Regions from separate parts of the Gossypium hirsutum genome. Here region 2 is linked to region 1. A link is a contact called in public Hi-C data. All regions are on one chromosome and are shown on one strand. Each heading gives the region's core, a stretch centred on a gene start, on an enhancer-like site or on the middle of the called end of the contact. The rest is flanking DNA. Distances are from core to core; before and after follow the strand shown.

Region 1 (7,611 bases), core at 1,429-3,928:
AAAAATATAAACTTACAAAAATATATATTTGAAATGAATTTAGACAAATAGGTGTACAAATGTATATATATCTAGATAACCATTTGTCCATGTTCATTCTTGATATGAAAAATTACATATTTTTTAATTAATTAAAATTTTTAAAGTTTTTTAATTTTTAAAATTTATGTCTGTCACGTCGCATATTGAGAGGTTGCCACATGTCACCATCGAATTAGGTATTAGTGCCATGTAAACACAAACTAACTTGTGTTAGTGCAGAGATGCCAAGCTAGGTGACAGAACACAAGTTCTTAAACATCACAAATTAACCGGACACAACTAATCATTTCTACTAACTTCTTGAAACCTATAACAACTAGTTAACTGTCGTCGGACTTACTCGAAGGACTCAATAATTACATTAGTATAGTTGCTAGAGTAGACTGTGATAGTAGTGTTGACATTGGAATTCCATAAAAAAGCCAAGCTCCCATTACTACCAATTTTATCTACATAAAAGCAATTATCAGACTGAAGAGCAATACGTATTTTTGTTCTTTTTTTTGTAATGAACTAAAGTTTCTATAAGAAAAACAAACTTGAGCTTATTAGAATTTATCACCTCCTTCAGAGATAAAACCGTACGCCGGTTGCCCAAACCTCGACAGTTCCAAGATAAACAATTCATGGCTCCTGGTAGGTCCCTTTTAAGAGATCGGCTTATAACGAATGACCAGAGATAGAAGAGGGAGATAGATAGGCAGTTTCTCCAAACCCGCCCACCTTGCTATAATAACTTGTGATTGAGGAAAATAAGACTAGTTGACTTAAACTCTAGAGTGAGTCTCTATTGCACCAACGATCCCCTCATTTACCGACAAAACTCAGTTGTAATTTCTTCGGGCCATTCCCTAACAACCACTCCATCCCACATATCCAAAAATTTACAACAACTTGTTTCACCATGGCCCATTCGACAACACAGATAGCAAACCAATTCATAGCTGAAAGAAATCATCAAAACATTGTCCATTTGTCTTTGAATCTTTTTCTTTCTCATCAATGATTCTCTTATGTCAAGCAGGACGTGAATGTGCATAAAACTATTAAACACATTCCCTTTGTTACTTGCGTCATAGTTTAGAGAAGTTCCTATAAGACCTCTTAGGCTTTTAGCAAGATTAATAGATGCTAACCTTGGGGGCAAGTTATGAACTTGGACCCAAAAATTGACAAATGAAAACTCAATATTTTCAGGGTTCTCACCCTTAGCTAACTGATAGATAAGTAATAAACAATTACTAAACAATCATGGACCTCTTGAAATCATCTTTTTAAGATCTACAAAATGATAGAACTTAATAAGATAAAGGTCCCCAAACCAATAGGTTAAATAATAGAGTATGCCTATCGCAGCAAAATTAGTGAACTATTCCCCAAAACTTTGCCAAAAAAAAAGAAAGAAAGATCATAGTTGATGTCATCCTCCAACACATTTTCCACGTTAATCACCAGTTTGGCTTCTTCTTTTTCCTTCAAGGGAAGGATCTGAAAGTCTGACTCCATAACAAACAAAACAATAAAACAACATAATAAGATAAAAGCAAACAATGAGGATAAATTGACAAAGCAGTACTAAGCATGCACAAAGGCATGCTCCCGAAAAGAAGAAAATCAATTAGAAAAAATTAACAAAGCAATCCCAAACATGCACAAAAGGCATGACTTGCTCGCGAAAAAAAGCCTTAAATTTATTTTCACTTAAGACTTTTTAACTTAATTTTAATTTTATTTTGAGTTAATTGTTTAATCTGGATAGCTGCATTTTTATGTTTTTTTTCCTTAAATTATACTTTTGGTCACTTTAAAATAGAGTTTATATTCTAATTAAAAATAATTATTTAAATAAATCACTGTGCTTAAAAATTCCGGTCAAGAATTGAGATACCCTATTCATCCGTACGGTTGCTGGTGGTAGGGAATGGCTTTGGTGCTTTTAGAGAGTATCTTCAACAATACTCAACATATAGTGAGCCACGGTTGCCCAAATCCGCTATCATAAAAATCCTTGAAAATAGTTACACAAGAAGGAACCATGTTTACTCTATTTTTGTAAAATTGTATAATATTTGGATTAATTTTATATATTTGTACTAATTCGAATTTTTATTTTATTATCATCCATCATACACACTTAGCAATATCAATTTTAGTACCTGGTATGTATCTCATGAGTCATATGTTACATCGTTGAATTTTTAAAATTTATATAATGATAAATCAATAAGTCTTACTAGGAGATTTTATGAAAATTTTACACTTAGACCTTTTTAACATTGCTTATTAAAAATGTTTTTGAGTCAAAAAGCATTTTTAAATAAAAGCTAAAGTTTTTTATTTTTATTTTTAGCTAAAAAAAGTATTTAGCTAAAAAAATAAATTAAAAATGCTTTTATCTTAATAAATATTTTCAAGATAAAAATATTTTTTAAAAATAATGTTAAACTGACTCTTATTAAAGGAACGGAATTTGACCAGGTGGACCATTAACAAAGTCTCTACTCGAGCAAAGTGAGGTGAGGTTTCTATATATAGCTTCTTAGTAGGAGAGAATATTGATGAACCCAGCTAGCCGCTTGGCACTCAGCAATCTACCTTCTTCGTTTATTATATCTGTTTCCTCCCTCACCCAGTAAATGAGCTGAATCCATAACAGTAAGCAAGTCGTTTTCCCTCTTTTCTGCATGTAGATTTGTTAACATAACTTACCTCCAAGGCATTAGTGACGGAAAGTCCAAAAGAAACCTTTTTCAACTAAAAGAAAAGTTAAATGAAACCAATGCAACATTACTAATTGAACTCTCTAACTGGGATTTTCTAGCCGAGAAATAGAAGAAAACAGGCGGCGCGTGTTTCATCCGGGTCAAAGGATAAGTAACCATCTACTACCACCAAAACAAAGTTCAAAGCGGGACCCTCCGATAATGTGTCAATTTTGGCTTCTAGTTGTAAATAATTTCTCGACCCTCATCTCAGTGACGAATTCAAAACAAGAAGTTAAATTATAATTTTTATGATAGCAAAAATATAATTTTAATAATTTATATATTTATAATTTTAAAAATTAAATTAAATTTTTAATATTTTTAAATGTTAATTTTATTTTTATTAATTTAAAAATTTTCCATTTTAGGACGCTGCCCTGCCAGCTTGCCTGCCTGCCTGATCTTATTGTATTTATTTAGTTATCATCATAATTATTAAGAACCCAGACTTCGTTTTTCAGATTCTAATCAAGCAACTGATCGGTTTAATTACAGGGGAGAGCTATAATTTAGATTGCGGAGAAGAAAACTCGGCGGCGAGACAATTTCTCAACTCTTTTACTTTGAATCTAAGGTAAATTTCTGAATTCATCAGTAAATCAATAATAGCGTAGCTTTTGGTGTGAACTTCGTTTTGTTTTCTGAATCTTCAACAGATATCAATGGAAAAACAGACCTACGAAGAAATTCATGACTGCCTGATCAAGCCGGTTAGCTTAATTTATCAGTTTTTAGAAACAAGTATCCAAGGTAGTTTCCGGAGGCTGAATTGAATTGTTGTATGTTAAACTGCAGAGAATCAATCCTCAAAGAAGAAAAGACAAAGTTTATATTGGCTGTGGAGCTGGGTTCGGTGGTGACCGGCCAATGGCAGCTAAAAAATTGCTTAACAGAGTCAAAGAGCTGAATTATATTGTTCTTGAATGTTTAGCAGAACGTACTCTTGCAGAACGATACCAGGCTATGGCGTCCGGCGGTGATGGCTATGATTCTAATAGTATGTTTATGTTGCTTTCAATTGTTTTGAATTCAAGCTTATTTATGTTTTATTTTTGGGTTTTCTCTAAAATGTTTAATTTCCAGTTTCAGAATGGATGTCTCTGCTACTACCTTTGGCTGTGGATAGAGGAACTTGTATAATTACCAACATGGGTGCAAGTATGAGAATTTGAAAACATCGTTTCAAATTTTGAGTTGTCTGCCAAATTTCACCAAATGCTTTGTGCTGATGTTCAAAGTTGTGTTTGATCTTTTCTTTTCATACTGAGCATATTGATTCTTTCCTGGATAGTGGATCCGGTCAGTGCTCGAGAAAAGGTTTTAGAAGTTGCCAGCAGCCTTGGGATTCGTTTGTCTGTTGCTGTGGCTCATGAGGTCTTTGTTAATGAATCGGGTATGCTCATCAAGTTAGCCCCTTTTAAATTTAAGTTAATCATGTATGAGAATTTTGCTGGTGAGTTCAGATAACTGACAATTGTATGATCTTCATTTTAGAAACTATGGTCAGTATATTGTTGTGTGCAATTCAGAATTTTCATTCATTGTGTTTAGCAATATTCTTGGACTCCAAATGAGAAATATTTTTAAATATTCAGGTTCAGGATCCTTGCCTGAGAAGCTGGTTAACATGGAAGGTGTAAGAATCTGGTACTCCTTTGCATGTACCGTTCATTGGCCTTTTGTATCTTCTTTTTGGTTTTAGATAAAAGGATTAATGATCTGGTTTTCATCTGCATGTACGTTTTTTCATCTTTAGTTATGAAATTTCATGAGAAATGCAAACTCTTGAGCTCTATCTTGTTTAATTCTTTGAAGGGTGTTAGCACATATCTGGGAGCAGCCCCAATAGTCGCATGTCTAGAGAGATACCAACCAAATGTTTTAATTACTTCAAGGGTCGCTGATGCCGCACTATTCTTAGCACCAATGGTATGAAAATCTAACCTTTCTTTTCATTACTTGGCTTTAGGTTTTCCCTTTTCTGAGTCTTAGTATAATTCTCTAGGTTACTTTTACTTATCGCAATTATGGTTCTATTCATTAGTTATCATAATTATATTTGACAGTGTGCTGATGTTTAGGCTATGCTATGGCTAGCATTAATGTATTTAATCAAAATTATATAATTGGTTTTGATAAGGTTTACGAACTGGGCTGGAATTGGGATGACTTGGAGCTATTAGCACAGGGATCTCTGGCAGGACACCTTCTAGAGTGTGGTTGTCAACTCACAGGGGGATACTTCATGCATCCAGGTTAGTTAGGCTTTGTCTGTCTTTATGATAACATCGGAAATAGGTCGATTAAAATAGAGAATTTTGATTGACTCGGTTTCATTGTGCTGCATTTTCTCCAATCTAGCGGACAAGAACCGAAACTTGTCTTTCCCAAATCTCCTGGATCTATCACTGCCATATGCTGAAATTTCATCAAGTGGGGAAATATGTGTCATGAAAGCAGAAGGTAGTGGCGGGATTTTAAATTTCGGCACTTGTGCTGAACAACTACTTTATGAGGTTGGAGATCCAAGTGCTTACATTACACCTGATGTTGTAAGTTGAATTTATATTTGTACCTAAAACTACACTGATGGGGAAAACTAAACAAAAATGGGCTTCTTGTAACTGCAGGTAGTTGATTTTCGGGGTGTTACATTTCAGCCATTATCTAGATCTAAAGTTCTCTGTATTGGTGCAAAGCCATCTGCTCATCCTGTTCCTGATAAACTTTTGCAGTTGATTCCGAAGGTAACCTTCTATCCTGAAGGAAATATTTAGCTTAAAGGACTTTTTTTTTTTATTATTTGCTTCAGTCCTGCAGCAGATGGCTTGTAGGTATTTCAACAAAGCGTCAATTTCCATATTTCTGTATTTGAATAAAGCATGTATTCTCTCTTCACTCTATGATTGAGGGAACCCCATTGTTACCTCGTTGCAGCTCCTGTCCCCCCCCTCGCCTCCCTCTAGTTATCTCAATTATTTTCTAGTCACAGATATTACTTCAGTGGGTCTAATGTCTTCTAAGGTTGTTTCTATGCTTTCTAATTTATCTTGTTTCCAGCACCGTGGATGGAAAGGATGGGGTGAGATATCATATGGAGGATATGAATGTGTCAAACGTGCAAAAGCTGCTGAACTTCTTGTAAGTCTGCTGTAAAAGAGAATGTTTGATGGTTTATTACTCTCTGATTCTGAATGACATTCTTTGATATTGATCATCGTCTTTAAAAGCATTTGAAATACTTTGCTCATTGTTTCCTTTGGACTCTTGGTATCCCTTTTGTTTCTTCATATATTAGGTTAGGTCATGGATGGAAGAGGCATTTCCTGGTGTCAGTTCCTGTGTTCTTTCTTATATAATTGGACTGGATAGCTTGAAAGCTACCAGCATTGGTAACCATCTATCATCATGGAGAGCCAGTGAAGACATTCGGCTACGCATGGATGGACTGTTCCAGGAGAAGAAACACACACAGCAACTTGCTAAAGAGTTTACTGCATTATATACAAATGGACCGGCCGGCGGTGGTGGTATCAGGTATATTTCCTTCTAATTTTATATCTATGATATGTACCATATACATGTACAAAGAACTAAATGCCAATAGTTAATGTGTAAAGTTCCCTGGTTCTGGATAATGCCAATGGTTCATATGCTGTATTCATGTACGCATGGATGGCGAGTTTCTTCTTTGGCTCTATGATCTTTGTGCCTAACCTATGATGTTTATGTTTATCATCTCATGCAGCACTGGTGTCAAGAAGGAAATTTTTCTGGAAAAACAGTTGGTACTCTCCGTTCCCTCTTCTTCCTTTAAATAAATTCTTGGTCCTTGAAATCCTTAATGTTGAACTTGAAACTGTAATCAGGCCAACATGTTGTTGTTCGAACTATTGAATTCATGTTTATGAATGTGCTTATGCAAAGTAATCTGTTTCCTTTCTACTTAGATCAGTCGAGAACATGTTTTCTGGCGGATAGGGGCAAAGCAAACAGAAGTCAGTGAACATGTCTTTGCAGATGTTACAAAGGCCTGCATTTCAGCTGAACTGGCATTGCCACCATTTCAACTAGAAGATATGCAGAACTCTTGCCTAGAATATGGTTTGTCATCGGAAATCAGCCTCTCAGCAGCTCAGTCTAGTCAAAAGATTCCACTCTATAGTATAGCCCACAGTAGGGCTGGAGATAAAGGAAACGACTTGAACTTCTCCGTCATCCCACACTGTCCGCAGAACTTTGAGATGCTGAAGCTTATCATAACACCCCAGTGGGTTAAGAGTGTGATCTCAGTCCTTCCGGATGCATCTCCAAAGGCCATTGATAAGACAAAACAATTGGTGAAGGAAGATAAAGTACAGGTGGAAATCTATGAAGTCCATGGAATTCAGTCTTTAAATGTGGTGGTTCGTAACATTCTCGATGGTGGTGTCAATTGCTCTCGAAGGATCGATCGCCATGGAAAGTGCATCTCGGATCTTATCTTGTGTCAACATGTGGTGTTACCTCAGTTTTAATTATAATTCAACTTTAAAATTTCTTAATAATCGAAAATTTGTCTGATATTAATATAATATTACACTACATGTTGATATGTCAGCTTGGGGATTGGGTATTATTTCGTTCTTATATTATATGCGAATGAAGCTTATTTGAGAGTAAGAATATAGGCATTTAAACAAAAATGACGAAAGTTGAAACACTAGAAGATAATGCACTTTAACAGATTTAAATTTATATCTTCTTATATTAATAACAATATTTATATCAATCGAGTTAAGACTTAATCGGTAAGACTTTAGTT
Region 2 (7,611 bases), core at 3,553-6,052, 190 kb after region 1:
TTTATTAAATTCTTTAAACTTACTCGTCGGATTTAGTGATCTCGAATCACTGTTTCTGACACCATTGAAAATTAGGCTGTTATAGATTGAATTGCTACCAGTGTTTGGGAAAGTTTGCCAGTTCAGGATGGCTCGAGACGACAATTTGGAAGAGACATTTTGTTTATGTTCCAATGTTCAAGCTATATTCATTGCAACTCCAAGGTTTTTCGATTGTTGCATCTCAATATCAATTCGAAGTTCCTCTACCAACTCGGCAGTAAAGAGGTTTACTTATTGTCGAGGTTTAAGATCAACAGTCCTAGCCAAAGTAATTGAAATTGCAATTGATATTCCTCTACAGTCCCAGTTTGTCTCAAGTTGGCAAGTTCACCCAAGGGGTTATTAGGCATAGATGGCCCAAACCTTAACACTCTTTGAAACGTCCCCAATTAAGATTTGCCTCCTCTTATTCCATTTAATCAAACCACAATTGTGCCTCTCCTAAGAGATGGAATGAAACTAATCCTACTTTGTCTTCTTCATTAGTCCATCGATTGCAAAAAAAAAAAATTCGCATCTTTTTAGCCACCCTAAAGGATATCCAACACCATCATAAATGGGAAATTCTATCTTAGAGTATCATGGCACCAAGCACCCACTTTGTTGCAAGTTTGAATTCCTTTTTCTGCGTTCGTTGCTTCCCTGCTCCTCACTATTTTTCTCCAAATACCCTTTTGTTGTCTTTTGGACCAAAATAGATTACACTGCCATCTATTCCTTTAATGTTTGTTGGCTTGTAGCCATTTGCGCAATGAAAGCCTCCAATTTAGCTACCAAAGTCTCTCTATCACCCATGATTGAAGGCTCTAATACCAAGTTGGTATGCGCCTTGGTGTAGGATCTACTCACAGGTCTAAACGAGAAAGAATTCTTCCTTCAACCTATGGTTACTCAAAAAGGTAGATTTATCCTTAACTATTAAGTTATTTAGTTTCTTGTAACACCTATTAACACTCCTTTAAGCTTTTCACCTTTACCCTGTAACAAAGAAACTTTTCCATCAACCATTTTTAAAGCTTGTGATCTGAAATGGGATTTTACAGGAACTCGAGATTCTACCTTCAGCATGACTACAGAGGAGGAAACATTTACGATCCTTGGTAAGTCGGATAGTTGCAGCAATGGAATAAGTGCTTCAACAGTTATTTTAGCACCATAGTAGTTTATTTCTATGCATTTTTTAGCTAACTCATAATTGTCATCAGTTGCTTTACTCCATATATCACGCGAATTTACCTACATTTATAACAAGCTATCATGAGACAATCCCATCCAACTACATCTTTATAATTTCTTTGAGTACCTATAAATCTATCAAAGTTTTACCTCTCATATGTACCTCTACCTATAGTGCATTATACATTGGATTTGATTATGTAATGGCGGGTTTGATTTCACTCCATTATTTTTTCATTTATTAATATTCAATGCATGTTTAATCGCCATTCACATATTAGTAGATGAAAATATTGTAAATGAAAAAATAATGATGATTAAACATGCATTGAATATTAATAGATGAAAAAGTAATAGAGTGGATCTTAACCCTTTGAAAACGTGCCTTAAATAATAGAACCTTTTTTTTTTGGTGCATTACAAATTGAGAGAGGGGTGTCATAGCCAAAACTTGAATCTTGAACCTTTAATGTCAACAGAGAGTTCTTAACCACTATCTCCTTTTGAGTTAAATAGAAATAATAAGACAGTTAGGTATTCATGACCCAATAGATTTGGTCCTGACACATGCTTTCTTAATAAAGGTAGTTTAGCCAACATACCTCAATACCAGGAGCAATAAAAAATGTTGCACCTAATATCGCAGCATTGTTAACCTACAAAAGATGAATGTATTAAGAAAATCTTGTCATAGAAAATTAGGGCTCGAGTAATTATGGTATTTAAGTTGGATAATTGGTACCAAGATATCCAACTTCCCAAATTGTTTCTTCACAAAATCTGCCAGAAAAGCAATGCTTTCAGGGTCTGCTACATCGAGCTGGTGAAAAACTAGATAATCCGAGAGACCAGAGTGTTTTAGACTTTCAAGAGCTTTAAGACCTCTTTTCTCATCTCTAGCAATTAACACCACCATGATCCCACTTTGATCTAATTGCTTACATATTTCAAGTCCAACACCTTTGTTTGCCCAAGTGACAACTGCATACCTGAAACAAGCAAATTCATTTCAAACCACTAGTTCAAAGAGGACGCAATTTATACCCAAATAAAATTGACCTGGATCTATGTAAGCCCCAAAGATAATAGTTTATTTGTCTAACATAAATATTGTCAAATGACACATAATGAATTCATTTTCTTCAACAAATAAAATGTTTTAAACAATTAAGAAGAACAATTCTATGACAATGATGTAGTGACCATTTTTCTGTAACCTTGATTTTGTGGTGTCAATTCTACACGAAGAAAAATAATTTTATATATTTCATATATTTTAATAAAATTATTTTAATAAAATTATCTTGAAGTCTAGATTTAGATTGAATTTGGAAAACTAATCTGTCTAAATTCATTTTAGACTTAAACTTTTAAATGATTTTTTTAAAATTTTTATTTTTTGAAATTTTTGAATTTTATTCAATACTTTTAAAAATTTTAATATTTTTCTACAAATTTATAATTTTTTCAAAATTTAAATATATATTATTTAAAAATTTTCAAATTTAGACTGAACTTGAATAAGTCGTTGTTCAAATTCAGTGATTGTTAACATAAAATTTTAAAATATTTTTTAAATTTTGATTTATTTATAATTTTTCCTTTTTTTTTTTGTTGAACTTCAATATGAATGTATGAGAGTTTAACTGAGTGTGGTTTTTTTTTCGGAGGGATTTCATCGTTTTTGGATAAACTACAAAAATAGTCATCCAAGTATGCATTTGATTATATTTATAGAATTTTTGTAGATTTAAGATTAAATTAATAGAATGTGTAAATATTAGAGAGCTAAATTTGTTATTAGACCAATAAAAAAAGCCTCACGTTAGCTTCTCGTCACTTATCTAATGGCAATTAATGAGATTAGTGACTAAAATATTTTATTTCGAAAAGTTGAGTGATTAAATCGAAAAAAATTAGTTTGGTGACAAAAATAGAAATAAAGACATGGACTATTTTTGTAATTTATCCTAATTTTTTTGCCAAAATTTGGGAGTTTTTTATGCCTTATGATACATGCACGAATGGTGTAAAATTTATTAAAATCCTTTCACTAAATGTGCCAATGTTCAAGTTGGAAAATCAGTTAACTTGTGATCACATTTTGAATGAGATCTAGGCTTTTCCGGGTTAAGATGTCTAGTGTTCAAAGATTTATCTCTTAGCTTTGAAACGCACTTTGAATCACTTGATTTAGAATTCGGGAACTCAAGTTATGATTGTTATAGTGAAGACTGTGTGAGCAAAAATTTTGGACGGTATTATTACGAAAATTATTAGTTTCGGACTTTTAATTTGAATTTAAATCATATTGAGTTCGATTTTTAGCCTTAATTTTTATTACATATTAGTCCACTATTGTATTTATTAGGTATTCTTTTTTTATTTATTTATTCTAAATTTTAGATTTTTTTTAAGTATTCTAAGTTATTTTAGAGTTTTATGTTTCTTAAGCCTAGTTTAAGAATATTTTTCAAAAGTGCTTTTGGGAAAGTACACTTTTAGCTTCTTAGAAAAATACTTTTGGGCCAATTTTTTGTTTGGGAGAAGCATTTTTTCTAGCAAAAAGCAGCTTATTTAAGAATACTTTTGTCCCAAAAGTATTTTTTTGTCCCCAAAGCATTTTGTAGAAGCATTCTTAATCTGACTATAAAGGCTTCTTTATTGTTCATTAAGGACAATTGTTTTTATTAATAAAGTTTTCAACTTTGGGAGTTAATTTTTTTGTGCAATATTTCTTTTTTATGATTTTTTTGACATAGTTTTCTTCTCGATTTTCTTCAAAGAGTTGTGAGAATTCATTCTTCAACCTTCAATTTGCTAAGGATTCATCATTCAATTTGCATTATTTCTTAGAGAGTTGATTAAAGTCATTAATCAAGTTTGTTATGATTTATATCTTAAAGGTTTCAATTGAACACTTATTCATCATATCATCGGGTTATTCATTCCATTTTCCATTTGTTTTATAATTTTTGTTCTTAAATTTCTTCTTTTAATGTTTTCATTTTCTTTAGTTTTAAATTTATTTATTTTTTACTTATAAAACAGATTTGAATCATTCTTTCTCAAGTCAAATAAATCTTAATCTTTTATATCTTATCACTTAAACTAAAATTTTACACCATTCAAGAAAATGCATGAAAAATGTATGGCGAACATCCCAAGATAATAGGAAAAGATGAATTAACCAATCAAAGAGTAGTATTCAGATTTGAGTAGCCCATAAATCGATTATAAATGCGAAGCTTTAACATCTTTTCAAATATGACCTCTTCCACCTATATTTTTACTCTATTATTGCTTTCAACCTTGCTTTTTCTTTACTAAAAACCGAATTAAGAGAGCGTCCCGACACATAAGCTACGACGCCTCTTAACTCACCCCCATTTTGCAGTTTCTAGTTACACACCACAGAATCCAGCTAGATGGTCACAGAGCACAGTCCGCCAACTACAAAAACCGATCTCCCTCCATTTTCCAAGCCTAAAAAAATTGACGTCAACGTGGAATTTGAAGAAAAATTGAAGAGACATATCATGGTATGTGAAGAAAAAAGTAGTACCTCTTGATTACTTCTGCCATTGATGATGTTAAGTAGAAAGGCCCCTATCTAGTCTGAAGTTTGAAAATGATGATCTAATAAATTAAAGAAGATAATAATCTTTTCATAGGCTTTTAGAGATACATATATAGGCAATCCTTAAATATCATAAATACTAAGCTAGAAAATGGTCCCTACCCTTCAAACCAGTTTGTGGTACCTAATAATCCAAATTCAGTCAACAAGACGCTTCAAATCAACCAAATTTGGCACCAAATTTAGACAGCTCAGTTAAGCCTTTATGAACCACAGAAGTGCAAACAATCTGTAATAATTGAGTAAATTTGTATTATTTACTTTCTGAGTTTTATTATTTATATTTTTTAAAAGATTTATCACTACAAATTTAACTTTAAAAAAAAAACACTAAAAATTGGAATTTTATGGGAAATATTTAAGGCAATATTCGTGATAGTCTTATGCACCATTATTTAATTATACAATAACATATTATTATCGATGTAAAACAAAAAAATATTGAAGAGTTTAAAAATAAATATGAATAATTTTATTTTAAAAAAATATTAATTATAATTATTAAATATAAATAAATATAAAAATATCCAAAATTCGAAACTCAAATCTAAAAACATCAAATATTAATTATAATTATTGAATAATTCTATTTTAAAATAAACAAAATTTTTAATTTATAATTATAATTATTTTTGAATGTATACGATTTCTTTTTTATTTTAACCAATAATTTTAAATTAAATAATGTGTGGGCAAAAATGTCAGTTTCGAGCAGCGGGAAAGGACCTGCAGAAATTTCTCTTTTGTTCATAAAAATCAACTCCCATTAAAAGCAACCATCTTTGAGGTAAAACTAAGTTTTTTGATGGATAAACTAAAACTAATATTGCCATATATATATGTTTAGGTTCAAAAGTTGGGCAATTCCCATATATTACAACTTATAACAGAAAATTTCAGATATAAAGTGGAATTTACAGAACAAATTTGCATTTCGCAACCAAATTTGTTGTCCATTTTCATCTTACTGTTGCATTGCATCTAAGTTGAGATTGCATTGTTGCCGTCGTCGTGGTGTCGCATCAAGGTTCCGGAGTTGCAGGCTCACTCTTCACAAAAAAGAGACCAGAAGGGCCACCTTTAGGCAAGAGTGCCAACTTAACAGGAGTCACAGCACCTTCTTCAGCAGTTATTGTACCAGTGTTGAGGTTTATATCAGTTTTGGCATATCCAGGGCAAACAGAGTTGATGCAGAAATCTGGGTACTTGTTTGCCAGAATCCTTGTATAGGCATTCAATGCTACTTTAGAGACAGTATAGGCAGAGATGAAGGTTGGCCATCCTTTACTTCCGTGTAAACCCTCCTTAAAATCTTTTAGATACTCAGTTATTAAGTCATTCAGTTTCTCCTCTGTTGTAACACCTGTTAACACTCCTTTAAGCTTTTCACCTTTACCCTGTAACAAAGAAACTTTTCCATCAACCATTTTTAAAGCTTATGATCTGAAATGGGATTTTACAGGAACTCGGGATTCTACCTTCAGCATGACTACAGAGGAGGAAACGTTTACGATCCTTGGCAAGTCGGATAGTTGCAGCAATGGAATAAGTGCTTCGGCAGTTCTTTTAGCGCCGTAGTAGTTTGTTTTTAGGCATTCTTCGGCTAACTCGTAATTGTCATCAGTCGCTTTACTCCATATATCACGCGAATTTACCTACATTTGTAACAAGCTATCATGACATAATCCCATCCGGCTACTTCTTTACTGTTTCTTCGAGTACCTATAAATCTATCAAAGTTTTACCACTCTCATATGTACGAAGACAGGGTTGATTCCACTCCATTATTTTTTAATCTATTAATGTTCAATGCATGTTTAATCGTCATTCACATATTAATAGATGAAAATATTGTAAATGAAAAAATAATGACGGAACAATTAAACATGCATTTAACCCTTTGAAAACGTGCCTAAGATAATAGAACTTTCTTTTTGGTACATTACAAATTGAGAGAGATGTCATAGCCAAAACTTATCCTAAACCTTTAATGACAATACAGAGTTCTTAACCACTATCCCCTTTTGAGTTAGAAAAGAAATAATAAGATAATTAGGTATCCATGACCCAATAGGTTATGTCCTGACACATGCTTTCTTAATAAAGGTAATTTAGCCAACATACCTCTGTACCAGGAGCAATCGAAAAGGTTGCACCTAATATCGCAGCATTGTTAACCTGCAAAAGAATAATTTATTAAGAAAATCTTAACATAGAAAATTAGGGTTCAGGTAATTATGGTATTTAAGTTGGATAATTGGTACCAAGATATCTAACTTGCCAAATTGTTTCTTCACAAAATCGGCCAGAGATGCAATGCTTTTTGGGTCTGCTACATCGCGCTGGTGAAAAACTAGATAATCCGAGAGACCAGAGTGTTTTAGACTTTCAAGAGCTTCAAGACCTCTTTTCTCATCTCTAGCTGTTAACACAACCATGATCCCATTTTGAGCTAATTGCTTACATATTTCAAGTCCAACACCCTTGTTTGCCCCAGTGACAACTGCATACCTGAAATAAGCAAATTCATTTCAAACCATTAGTTCAGAGAAGAAGCAGTTAATACCCAAATAAAATGGACCTATAGGCTATATCTATGTAAACCTCAAAGATAATAGTTTATTTGTTTAACATAAATATTTTCAAATGACACATAATGAATTCATTTTCTTCAATAAATAGAACGTGCTACATAAGTAACGAAAACAAATGATAAATGTACTGCCAACATTGTTAAAGAATAAGAAAAGTTG

What was found. A called contact is a pair of places that touch in the nucleus more often than the background predicts.
Region 2: a Hi-C map of leaf shows a contact between it and region 1, with 2.4 times the contacts expected there. The contact joins the promoter of LOC121203706 here to the promoter of LOC107952922 in region 1. A contact is called at or near these places in 12 of 34 Hi-C or Micro-C datasets (callus, fibers, hypocotyl and 3 more).

Annotation. Positions count from the first base shown.
Region 1 is chrA07:33,463,500-33,471,110 of Gossypium_hirsutum_v2.1, forward strand. It overlaps LOC107952922, which reads left to right and starts at 2,679. Exons shown (of 15, transcript XM_041118011.1): 1 at 2,679-2,697; 2 at 3,303-3,381; 3 at 3,464-3,517; 4 at 3,603-3,804; 5 at 3,891-3,965; 6 at 4,099-4,200; 7 at 4,403-4,443; 8 at 4,623-4,736; 9 at 4,948-5,062; 10 at 5,169-5,359; 11 at 5,438-5,554; 12 at 5,868-5,948; 13 at 6,106-6,344; 14 at 6,556-6,595; 1 more. The coding sequence starts at 3,470. The coding sequence ends at 7,324.
Region 2 is chrA07:33,652,390-33,660,000 of Gossypium_hirsutum_v2.1, forward strand. LOC121203706 ((+)-neomenthol dehydrogenase-like) reads right to left here and starts at 4,803. Exons shown (of 3, transcript XM_041074146.1): 1 at 4,784-4,803; 2 at 1,961-2,207; 3 at 1,794-1,874. The coding sequence starts at 4,803. The coding sequence ends at 1,794. It overlaps LOC107952923 ((+)-neomenthol dehydrogenase), which reads right to left. Exons shown (of 5, transcript XM_016888129.2): 2 at 7,123-7,369; 3 at 6,983-7,036; 4 at 6,337-6,513; 5 at 5,674-6,255. The coding sequence ends at 5,881.